Regions from separate parts of the Mus musculus genome. Here region 1 is linked to region 2. A link is a contact called in public HiChIP or PLAC-seq data. All regions are on one chromosome and are shown on one strand. The core of a region is the stretch at or near the end of the contact, and the rest is flanking DNA. Distances in the headings are between cores, read along the strand shown.

Region 1 (5,788 bases), core at 948-3,447, 43 kb before region 2:
ATGATTCCTTTTCTTCTCTCTTTGTTTTTTCCTACTACTCCTTGCTCTCCCATCTCTCTGAGTCTATCCCACCCCTTTCTCTTCCCTCTGAAGTTTTCCTTTTTTTTTTCTTTTGTAATTTTTTAAGATAGAATTTTTTTTGCAGCCCATGCTGATTATGAACTTGCTAGGTGGTAGAGGAAGATGACTTAGAACATCTAATCCTCCTACATTTATTTCTCTGATTGCTGGAATCATAGGTAGCACCACTTATGTGGAAGTGGAACTAAATCAAGGGCATTGCGCATATTGGGAAAGCACTGTACCAACTAAACTAGATCTCCAGCTTATTTTAAAATTTTAAATGTGTGTGTGTGTGTTTGTGGTGTAGGTGGCAATTCATGTATGTGGAGGTTAGAAAGTGACTCTCAGGAGTAAGTTCTCTCCTGTAAGCATACATTTTTTTTGCAATCTACTTTTAATAATTGTTCAACCTCTCCTCTAGCCCACCACCCAGCAGAGTAGTGGAAGAGAAAAGTTATTAGGATATGAGGGAAGTGGACCTGTTCAGCAATAGTTCTTTGCAAGTGAACTTGATCTTCTTGGGCATCAGTTCAGTCCCAAAGCAAACAACAAATACATTCAGTAGCTGCAGATTGGTCCTCTAGGCAGGCGGACATCAAGCATCAATCCGTAGCTACAGTCCAGTCCTTTCAGCAAGCAGACACCAGGCAGCTGTGGTTCAATCCTGAAGAAACTGCCAGGCTCACCAACTGGCCTGAGGTGCTGCAGAAACCTCAAGAGCAGTTCTTGGGTAAGCTTCTCTCAATGGCAGTGTTACCACAAATTGAGCTCAACAATGCTATGTAAGAGGAACCAATACATGCAAGTATTGGTTAGAGAATAGGGAGACAGAGCAAACCAAACCAATTCTCAATGCTCATCTCCCACTGTCTGTGGGGTCATATTTATACTCCTTCATCATGGGTCCTTTCACGTGTTTGCTATATGCAAACATCCTTTCACCTGTGTCTCCAGCTTTAGGAAAACAGTCTCTCACATGTTTGCTTTAAGCAAGATGTCCTTTCACCTGTGCTCCCCAGTAAAACATCATTTGACATCACTAACTTTTCAAAGAAACTAGAAGTTTCCACTTCACTCTCCTGTCACTTTGTGAGAGCAAATGACTGAAGGACAGTCATCAGTCAGCCTTGACACGAAGTACCTGGACCTGCTAAGCCATCTCATCAGCCCTGTAGTTTTGTTTTGGAGACAAAGTCTAACTTCTAGCTAAGGTTATCCTGGAGTTCACTATGTAGCCCAGAGTGGCCTCCTCAAGCTCTTAACAGACTACCTGCTTCAGACTTCCAAATACTGGGATTCTAGGAATGCCCTACCATACCCACGTCTTACTTTGTCTTCTTCATGTTGGTATTGTGGACACCATACATTGTGTTTTTCTCCCAACCACTCTGCCTTTTTTTGTCTCTTTCAAATTCCTTTGTCATTTATTTCTTGATTTCTGTGCTCATGAGTGTTTCATCCTCTCCTTTCTCTTCACTAAGTGTACTGGGACCATGAGAAGTAAAAAATTTGGGATAATGGAGATAGCTCATTCAGTAAAGTGCTTGCTATGTATGCATAATGGCCTGAGTTTGATTCCAGCACCCACCTAGGGAATAAAAAACCTGGTGTGGTGCTATCTGTCTGTGTATTCCCAGTGCCAGAGTGGGCAGATACAGAAAGATTCCCGGAGCTGACAGGCACTGAACTAATTTTGTTAACTGAGAGATTGTTTCTGAAAAATAAGGTAGGGGACAGCTGAAAAATAATACCTGAGCTTGAACTCTGGCCTCCAAGTGCAATCATAACCCCCTTCTACATGCACACACATAGAAAGAAAAAAAAAAGACAGAGGAACTAAACATGGGCTTGGTGACCTGCAATTCCAGTCACTAAAGGTGGAGATGGGATATTCAAGGCCATTCCCAGCCCCATAATGAATCTGAGTCTACCCTGAGCTGCAAAAGACCAAGTCTCAAAACAAAGCAAATATTTTAATTTAATTTTCTTGTACTTTTTTTTAAGGTAAGCTGTTCTCTCTGCAGAGAAGCTAAGGATGAGACTTGGAGCTAAATTTGGATGTTTCAGGCTTGGGTGTGGCTCTCTAGAAGACAATTAAAGAAAATCGAGGGAAAACTGGTTTGCTCAGTCATGGGATGGGAGCCTGGGTGGGAACTTGGCAGAGTGTGAGTTCCAACATTCAGTCTGTGTCCTGGCCCAGAACACTCTGACTGAGGCCTTGAGGCTATTTTTGGAAGCTTTCAAAATATCCCAGAAGGTGGGTCTGCCCCACCCCCATTCAGCTTGGGATGCCAGAATATTCATTGAACTGAGTAACTGAGGTCTGTCCCTGTACTTTTTCCTAAGCTCCCAGTGGCCACTAGAAAAACAATTCTTAAACTATCTCAGATGTGGGCACAACAGAGGAGAGGAGAGGAGAGGAGAGGAGAGGGGAGGGGAGGGGAGGGGAGGGGAGGGGAGGAACAGCAGTTGTTGACCCAGAGAATCAGAAGTGGGTGAATATAGTGAGTGCCCCGATTCCAAGAACCTGAAGTATTCTGGCAAGAATTGTGGAGGTCAGTGGAGGTCAGTGGAGGTCAGATAGTCTTACTCCCTCAATATTTATTTATTTATTTACCCATTTTCAATTTCATTAGTTTTAGGTATGCATGTGTGAACAGGAACATGTGCAGATCAGAGGGCAGCTTATGGAAGTCACTTCTTGTCTTCTAACGTGTGGGTCCAAGGAACTGAACTCAGGAAATCAGGCTTAGCAGCAGTTACTCCTTCCCACTGAGCTATCTCAGTAGCCTCATGTTTATTTGTGTGTGTGTTGGGGGCAGTATGGGAGGAAGGATGGCAGGAATGGTGGCGTATACTTTTAATTCCAGCACTTGGGAAGCAGAGGCAGGTGGATCTCTGAGACTTTGAGGCCAGCCTGGTCTATATAGAGCAGGTTCCAGGTCAGCCAGGACTGTTATACAGAGAAACCCCCCCCCTTGAAAAAATTAATACAAAACAAAAATTCTAACAAACATGCTCCCATTTTGGTTTTTGAGGTAGGCTTTCAAGTAGTCCTGTATGCTATGGTATCCAAAGATAACCTTGATTCCCTGGTCTTTCTGCCTAAGGCTCCCAAATTCTAGGATTACAGGTGTGGACTACTGTACTCAGAAGCCTGGAGGTAGAACTGTTTTTATCTTTCTTTCAAGGACAATAAACTCATTGAGGTAACTTATGTTTGTAATTCCATTGTACTTAGGAGGGTGAGTCAAGAAGTCTGTGAATTCCAGGCTAGCCTGGACTACAGAGTGAGACTAGACTTGGTAATTGGATATTAAGCTCATGCTCTTGGCAGTGAATTTGATTGCTGAGGGAACAGATCTCAACTCTTTCAATTCTGTCCTAGTTTGATATCTCTGGTATGGAGAACTAGATTATTTTAACACCTTGGTTTTTATTTGAATGTTTGTTTTTTCTGCCTTGGGTCTCTAATTGAGAAATTTAGTTTCAATCTTAATCAGGAAGCTCTATCAAAATGAATGTGGTGCTGGGGCCGTGAGAGGCAACTGTTAGTCTTAATGTGTTTCTAGCTCTCTTGCACCTATTGTGTAAAGCCATCCTAAATCTAGGCAGACACTTAGATCTGCTTGTGATTTAGTCCCCACATACCCTTTCTAATAGTGCTTACTTGCTTTTGATCCTTGAAACCTTACAGGCTCTGATGTATTTTTGACATTCCCTAGCTCCCTTTCTCTCCTCCAGCTTCCTCCTTCTCAGGAAAGAGGCAGGAAGCAGGGCTATTGCCACAGTCTGAGGGTTGCTTGGCCTAAACTGCAGCTTTCAGCTTAGTAGAGCTACATAGCAAGACTCTGTCTACAAAAACATTTAAAATTTTAAAAAAAGAAAAGGAAAATGCTCTGGGGTAGAGGATATAGCTCAGTTAATAGATTGAGTAGCATGCACAAACTCTGACTTTATTCTCCATCACTACAAAAATTGGGTGTGTGTTTGTAACTTCAGCACTTTGGAGGTGAAGGTGGGAAGATGAATAAGAATGGAAGACCATCCTTGGCTATACAGCAAGTTCAAAGCCATTTTGGGACACAGGAGACCTATCTGAAAAGGAAAAGAAATCTTCAAGCCTTCCAGGGGCTTCCATCCAAAGATAACCAACTTCACTTTTCTGACCTAATCCTTACTACCCCTCGTTAGTGATCTTTCTATAAAAGATGTTCTTGTTCTTATATAGCACACAATCTCCTATATGTTGAACAAGGTTTGCCCTTGTTCAATCCTTTATCTGAATACTTCTCCAGTTCTTTCATGTGCTACTCGATTGTTGCCTTCTCAACAAGGTGGTTTTTGCTTTCCCTTACCTGAGCTTGTGACTGCTGCTACATCATTTAACTCAATCCTTGCTTTAGCATTAGTTTTGATCACCAGCTAATATATCACATAGTATTATTTTTATTTGGTGTCTGTCTTCTCTATGAGACTATAAGTTCCATGAGACTAATTATCTTTCATTATGGCTATTGCCCTAGTTCATGTTTGAGCACCTGCTACATCATGAGTTTTTATAGTTTTTTTAAATTTTTCTTAATTTTAATTATTTTTTTTATTTGCATGAGTATGTGTATGCATGTGTTTTCAGAGGACAGAGGCATCTGATCTTCCTGGATATGGAAATTACAGGCTGTTATAAGCTGCCTGACATGTATGCTAGGAATTGATCTCAGGTATTCTGCAATCACAGCATGAATCCTTAAACACTAACCTATCTCTTCAACTTATTTATTTTTTTGGATTTTATTTACTTATTTATTTTTGGGTTTTTTTGAGACAGTTTCCTTTTCTAAAGATTTATTTATTTATTTATTCATTTATTTTTCAGGGAAGAAATTACAGTTCATTTTCAAATGATCTTTGCTTTCTTTCTTCCAATAATTTATGTTCTTATTCACTTTAAATCCCAATTGCAGCCCCTCTCTCAGTCCTGCCCTTACAAATCCCTCCCCTGAATACCCTGTCCTCTTCTCCTTGGATAAATAGGAGTCCCCCCTTGGGTACTACTCCACCCTCGGCATCTAGCCCCAGCAGTACTAGGCACATCCTCTTCCACTGAGGCTCAACCAGGCAGTCCAGGTAGGGGAAGGGGAATTTAACAGCAGGCAGCAGTTAGAGATGTCCATGCTGTCTGTTCAATTTTTAGGGGACCCACAGGAAGATCAAGTTGCACATCTACTACAAATGTGTAATGCTCTTTGGTTGATGGATCAGTCTCTGTGAGCTCCCAGAGGTCCAGGTTAGTTGACTCTGTTGGCCTTCTTGTGGTGTCCTTGACCCTACTGGCTCCCTCAATTCTATCTCCCATTCTTCCTCAAAACTCCTGAGCTCTGCCTGATGTTTGGCTGTGTGTCTTTGCATCTGTTTCCATTAGCTACTGGATGAAGCCTCTCAGAGGAAAGTATGCTAGGCTCCTGTCTACAAGTATAACATAGTATCATTAATAGTGTCAGGGACTGGCTCTCTCCCATGGGGTGGGTCTCAAGTTGGACCAGTCATTGGTTGGCTATTCACTCAATCTCTGCTCCATCCTAATCCCTGTGAATCTTGTAGGCCAGACACATTTTGGTTGAAGGTTTTGTGGATGGGTTGATGCCTCCCCCTTCACTGGAAGTCCTCTGTGTCTACAGGAGATGGCCACTTTAGTCTCTAGATCCCCTGCTGATAGGAATCGCAG
Region 2 (5,802 bases), core at 2,568-5,067:
ATTGATCTCCTGGCTGGAGGAAGATCCTGAAATGCTAACAACTTTATGTGAGGAAAGGCCAGGAAGAAACCCTCCCTCCCCTCCCTGTCGTCCATTAGTGTGATTAATAATAAATATCCCCGGGCACTTGGTGCTGGCAAGATGCCTCGTCACTGCTGTTCATTACCCATCCGCCATCCCCAGCTTCCAGGCTGCCCATTAGGTGCTATGGTGAGAGGAGTCATAAAATGCACCCCCCCCCTTGAGTGTGCCTGTCACAGCCTGGGACTGAGGCCATGTGTTTAGACTGGTGGAAAGAAAGTGGACTGGACATAGACTCACAGGACCCAGGCCCAGCTTCTTATTATTAAGAAAACATGTGACTTTCCAAAAAGTACTTCATTTCCCAGACTCTCAGTGTCCTCATTCTTAACACTGAAAAGTCTTTTGTGACCTGTGAGTCCCTAACACTCATTATATGGGAGGTAACATTTTCTCTGCTCTTACTCAAACTCTGGTTATTTCTTTCCAAGAAAAGAGTTCCCTGTGACTTTGATTTATGCTCTCAGCCACATTGTGTCATAGGTTGAACTTGATCTGTTGGAGTGACAGCTGTCTATTCTTTTAGAATGGCTAGCTTCAGAATGTGCACACGTACACACACCACATCCACTCATCTACTCCCCTTAAATACATGCACAAAGAACATCTGGCTAACATGTCAAGGAGCTGAGCAAACTACTTTAAAAGGGAGGCATAGGAATCCAAGTGGAGTGGAAAAGGATGCCAAACAGTGGAGGAAGGTTGAAGAGTGAAGGAAAAGAGGCAGGGAAATGGGTGAGGTTGAATGTAGGGAAGGAGACATTGCAATAGTATAAGTGCAAATTTTGGTGATCAGAACCATGGAACTGTGATAAGTTTTTTTAGCTAGACTAGCCAGGCTGATTCATGCTAAAGTCTACCACAAGATTTCTTGCTGATCCTGGAGCTCACTAAGTCTCCAGGTTGGTTGGCTGGCCAAAAGCTTCTGGAATCTACTTGTCTCTGTCCCATCCTTATCCTCATATACCTCCTTGCCAGTCTTTTAGGTGGATGGTGACATTCGAAGTCAAGCCCTCATGCTTATTGTGTAATAAGTTTACCAATGGACCCAACTCTCCAGCCCCTAAATCTCCTTGCTCAATCTCCCGTCCCTTCACCGTGATGTCTCCAGCTTTCTTGGACACTGGATCTAGAATGTTCCTCCTCGTGACCCTACCTTGCTTTACTGTTTAATAACACACTTGCCTAGCATTCCTTGAATGTTAGGAATTTAGCACATCTAAAAATCCCAAATCTGTTCATGTTCCCTATTCCCCCCAAGGGAGCCAATCTATGTGTGGATGTCCAGACTTTATTTCTATGTCTTTTTCTCCTCACAGACTGGCATAAGCCAGATCATTTCTAAACTTAATTGTAGGGATTAATATGGTCAGATCACATATGACCATAATAAGAGGTTGGATGGGGGGATAGAATAGAAGTATCGATCATGTAAACATGGAATGGCATACAAAAAGGCAGGAATAAGATGAATAATATCCCTGTCTATAGTGAAGAACAGCAAAACACCACAGCTGCCTCTGCTTTGCACTGAAGATAGACTATTTCAAGTCTAACATCCCAGTAATATCCAGTTGCTTGACCACAGTAACCATTGCTACTTTAAGCAGCTTCTGTGTGGTGAAGTGGGAAGGTGGGGTATTACTTCACTGGTTCTCCCCCCACCTCGCCCTGATTTTAACCATCATTTTTTGGTACTTTTACTATTTGCAATCTCTCATTCTCTAGGTCTAAGCCTCCTACTTCCTTCACTCTTCTACTTTCCCACACCCTAGGGCATCCTTTTCTCTCCACTTGGCTTCCTATGCCTCCCTTAGCTTTTTAGTGGTTTGCTCAGCTCCTTAACATGCTACCCAGCTTTCCTTTCTGCATGTGATTGCAGGGAGTAAACGGGAGGATGTGGCATGGCTGGGGATGTGCACACACACATAGGGGTTAGGGAATTACATACTGGGGATTTCCACGTTCCAGAAAGTTGAACTAGTCTGCAGTGGACTTATTTTAGGTATTTATTTTAGTGCCAAGATCTTTTAGGCTCTAGGTGAACATGAATGAAGAAATCAGTGAGTTCCTTTAAATTTGGGAGGTTGAATTGGGTGGAGGGTCCATGGGCCATGGCAGTATCAAGGATTGATTGGCTACCATGTCTACTCCTGCTACTGAAGTCTTCTGAAAGGTGCTATTTTTCCTTGAGGCAAATACTTGGGTTTTGACAGAGAACGTTCTTTTTCCCCCCCCCACCTGTCAATGAACTGCGGTATCAGTGACAGAAATAGAGGCATGTTGGCTCATGAGTGTAAATGCAAGACTTTATACAACCTTTATGTTGTAGGCTACTGAATAGGCTACTTCTTTCTCCTCTTTTTGTAATGTTTGGATGGGAAAGAACCTTGGAAACCCTGTAGTTTGGTCATTGTTAAGGAAGGGGAAACTCAATACTAGAGGGGGGAAGGGAATTACCCAAGAAAGTGCAGAGGACACAGGCTGAGTTCATGATGAAACAATGATCTGAAGCCTGGTGAGTGTTGAGGTGTCCTTTCCACTATTCTGTGTTTGACTCTCCATCACTGAGGTATATGGTAATTTACTTCATGAAAGACACACAACCCATGCTCCTGCACAGTTGCCAGAACTGGAGGGCATATATCACCCGAGAGTCTTATACTCTTATCAAAAAGTGAATGTCTGCCTGGTATTGTCTGAGCACTAAGGTGGTAGAAACAGGAGGACTGGGAATGCAAGTCAACTGGCTGCTGTTAGTGCGCTGTGTCAAAGCAAGTGAATGTATAGAACCGGTGTCAGACATCTGCAATCTAGTTGAGGTAGTAGGATTATGAGTTCAAGACAAACCTAAGCCAGTGTCTTAGAACTGAGAGTTCAAGACAAACCTAAGCTAAATAATGAGTTTAGAGCCAGCTCTGGTGACAGACAAAACAAATCCAAAATGTTGGGGAAGGACTAAGGAAAAGACCAAGACACTGATGTGAGGAGAGTGGGAATTGGAGGACTGAAAGTGAACATAGAAGACAGATAATTGGAAAAGGATCCCAGTTCTGGAGAAAATGAAATAAATAAATAATAAACAAACAAACAAACAAACAAACAAATAAATACAAGGTCGAAGGAAATGTCACAGGTTAAATGAGTCCTCTAGAAGGGAGTGAACTGTTGAGGAGGAGCTGAAGTTTAGCCCAGAAGTTTCCTGAGGAGTAGCAGAACTCTCAGGAGCTGCTATGGACAGCAGAGGATTTGTTGTGGTCCCAGGGAACTTAGGTGTGGCATGATTGGAGGTCACAGAGAAAAAGAGGAGTTCAAATGTCCACAAGCGGGAACTTTCTAACCAACAAGGCTTCCTAGAGAGGGAACTCAGCAGTTCTACTAGGCAACGGGTTCCCAACATTGGTAACTCATGGTTCAGGGCTGAAAAGCATCTGCTAGGGTGTGGCCCCCCAGTCAAGCTCTGGCTCAGACTGGGGGCGGAGTCAGATGGTCGAAACTTGGAGGGAGGGGGGCAGTGAGGAAAGGTGGGAGGGGGCAGAGTGGGCACTAGTGGGGAGTGGGAGTCCTTGGGGAGTTTTGGCCCCGAGCCTGGCCCCCCACGTGGCCAGAGTAGCCTCTCTGGGCTGGGCCGGGCTGGGCGGGGCGATGCCCGAAGCCGCGGGCAGGCTGGCGGGAGGGCGGGGAGAGGCGCGGAAGCCCGGCCACATAAAGGAGCGAGCAGCGCAACGGGGGCGGCTCTTTCCTGGGTGGGGTTTGTAAAGTCGTGGCCCGTTAGCAGGAAGCGGAGCAGTCGCCCAACGCTAGAGTGGGACCCAATCTGAGCACCCGGTTCTCCGGAGTCCTTGCCGAAGTGTACTGCGCGCTCAGAGCAGCCCGACAGTTTCCAGCCAAACTTCACCAACTCCTCTGCCCTTGCCGCCACCATGCCGAAGACGGTGAGTGCCGACAACTAGCGCGGTCGGCCCTGGGGGCTCCAAGCTTGACCCTTGCCACTTTATGGCTTCGGGCTTGGTTGCTCACAGGCCTGCCGGGGATGCTGGGCTGTCCACTAAGGCCCTAGGAAGGAGAAGATAGTGGAGCCCTAATTTGAGCGCTCTAGAGGGTGACAGGGTGTACAAACTAGAAGTGTGGATAAGGAGGAGCCAGCCTTTCTCGGGTTCCAGTTCCCCGCCTCTGGGATGAGACAGTGGAAACTCTTTGAGGGACTGGATCAATCCCCTATTCTAAAGGGTCGTTGGGAACTGGGGAAACGACTTTACTTTTGAGAACATTTCCCCGGCCCAGGAATTGGCGCCTTTCTGTAGCAAAGCTATCACTGTCTCAGAAGAGCCCCCAAGCTTACAGAGAAGCGGGGAGGAGAGAGGAAGTTGCCCAGGGCGGATCCCGCACACCCATCCACCTTTCCCATAACCGCCCCTCTTCTACCCCACTTCTGCTCTGTCCCCTTCCACCGCGTCTTAGCCCCAACTGCTTTCCCCAGGGAAATGAAGATTTGTGAAGGGTCTCATCAACTGGGTTACTTTACCCAGGGGTACAAACACTTCATTAGGCACAAGTCTGTGGAGGGGCCCACACAACCCACTGGAAGACAGGGCAGGTTTCTCTTCCTCTATTAAATCCCTGTCAGACATAGTGCCTCTCTATCCCCTCAGGACCGTTTTGTGAGGTATAGGTTTTCTCCTGTGGGGGCCACACCTATCTAGTGTGGTGGTTGATTTGAGATCTGGTCTCCACCCCACTGGCTGTTGCTCGCAGAAGCCTCCAGGGAGTGAGGCCTAGGGGGGCCGGATGCCCAGTAGGGAGGGGTGGGGGAGGGGTATGTGCTTGACTAATGAGCTCTGCTTGCTTTTGTGCAAGTCACGCCAGGTCCTTGCTCATGAAGGCCCTATGACCACCGTGAATTATGTTTCTTAGGTAATGGGGCTTGCTGGGCTCCCATGTTGTATATTGCTAGCCTACCCATCTCTCTAGTACTGCCTGAGCCTGGTAGAACTGAGACAGTGACTAGGATGCTGGAGAAGGGATGAGGGTGCCTCGGAAGAGAGGAGAGTGAATAGATACAGGAGGTCTTTGTGTCTATATTGAAGTTTCCTTGCTACCCTTACTGTATTCTAGCTACACTGCCTAATCGTCCTTGCCTTCTCAGAACTCTGTTCTTAAGAAATACCAAGGTGGGGTTTTTTTTTGGGGGGGTTCTTTTCTTTTTTTTATTTTTTATTTTTTGAGAGAGTCTCCTGGTCTTATATAAAAGTATACTTTGTGAAAGTATATACATATGTGAAATTACAATTTGCTCCCCTCCTCCACTGCCCTCCTGTCGCCTCCTTCACCCCAAGACTTCCGTTCGGCAGGCAGGTTTCCTTCCTCCCCTCAGTTGTCTTCCCTTCTGTTTTCTTATCACATGTATTCCATTTCGGGGCTTTTTACTTGGGCAGGATCTTACCCTATAACCTAGGCTGGCATGGGACTCCCGATGTAATGTAGGTGGCTTTCAGATTTTTTTTTTTTTTTTTTTTGCCAGTCTTCCTGCTTCAGCCTCCACAGTGCTGAGATTACAGGCTTGAGCCATCATGCCTGGCTTGTTCATTTGTTTTGATAGAGGGTTTGATTCTAGCCAAGGCTGGTTTGAACTCACATTGTAGCCTGAGATATACTTAAAAACTCTTTTGGAAGTAGTTCTTCTCAAGTGCAGGGATTGTAGCCACCACTAAACCCGGCTTC

Evidence for each region. HiChIP or PLAC-seq counts read pairs in DNA pulled down with a chosen protein or histone mark.
Region 1: an H3K27ac HiChIP or PLAC-seq map of embryonic stem cells shows a contact between it and region 2, with 6 read pairs. The contact joins the enhancer-like site here to the promoter of Msn in region 2. A contact is called at or near these places in 2 of 39 promoter capture datasets (the 3T3-L1 cell line and the C10 cell line), 1 of 15 datasets of contacts at CTCF or cohesin (the NIH/3T3 cell line), 7 of 484 Hi-C or Micro-C datasets (the C2C12 cell line, the HL-1 cell line, embryonic fibroblasts and 4 more), 7 of 115 datasets of contacts at active chromatin or transcription factors (the 230-238 cell line, CD8 T cells, the SCID.adh cell line and 3 more) and 3 of 9 other capture datasets (adipose tissue, liver and pancreatic islet).

What each region holds. Positions count from the first base shown.
Region 1 is chrX:96,050,719-96,056,506 of GRCm38.p6, forward strand. No RefSeq gene overlaps it. Among named protein-coding and RNA genes, the nearest start is that of Msn, 42 kb to the right of the region's middle. Within about 2 kb of position 2,198, at least 15 of the 459 cell types and tissues checked have an H3K27ac peak or open chromatin away from gene starts, as enhancers often do. A contact at or near this core is called in the C2C12 cell line and embryonic stem cells, where this site is marked.
Region 2 is chrX:96,092,228-96,098,029 of GRCm38.p6, forward strand. Msn (moesin) reads left to right here and starts at 3,818. Exons shown (of 13, transcript NM_010833.2): 1 at 3,818-4,016. The coding sequence starts at 4,005.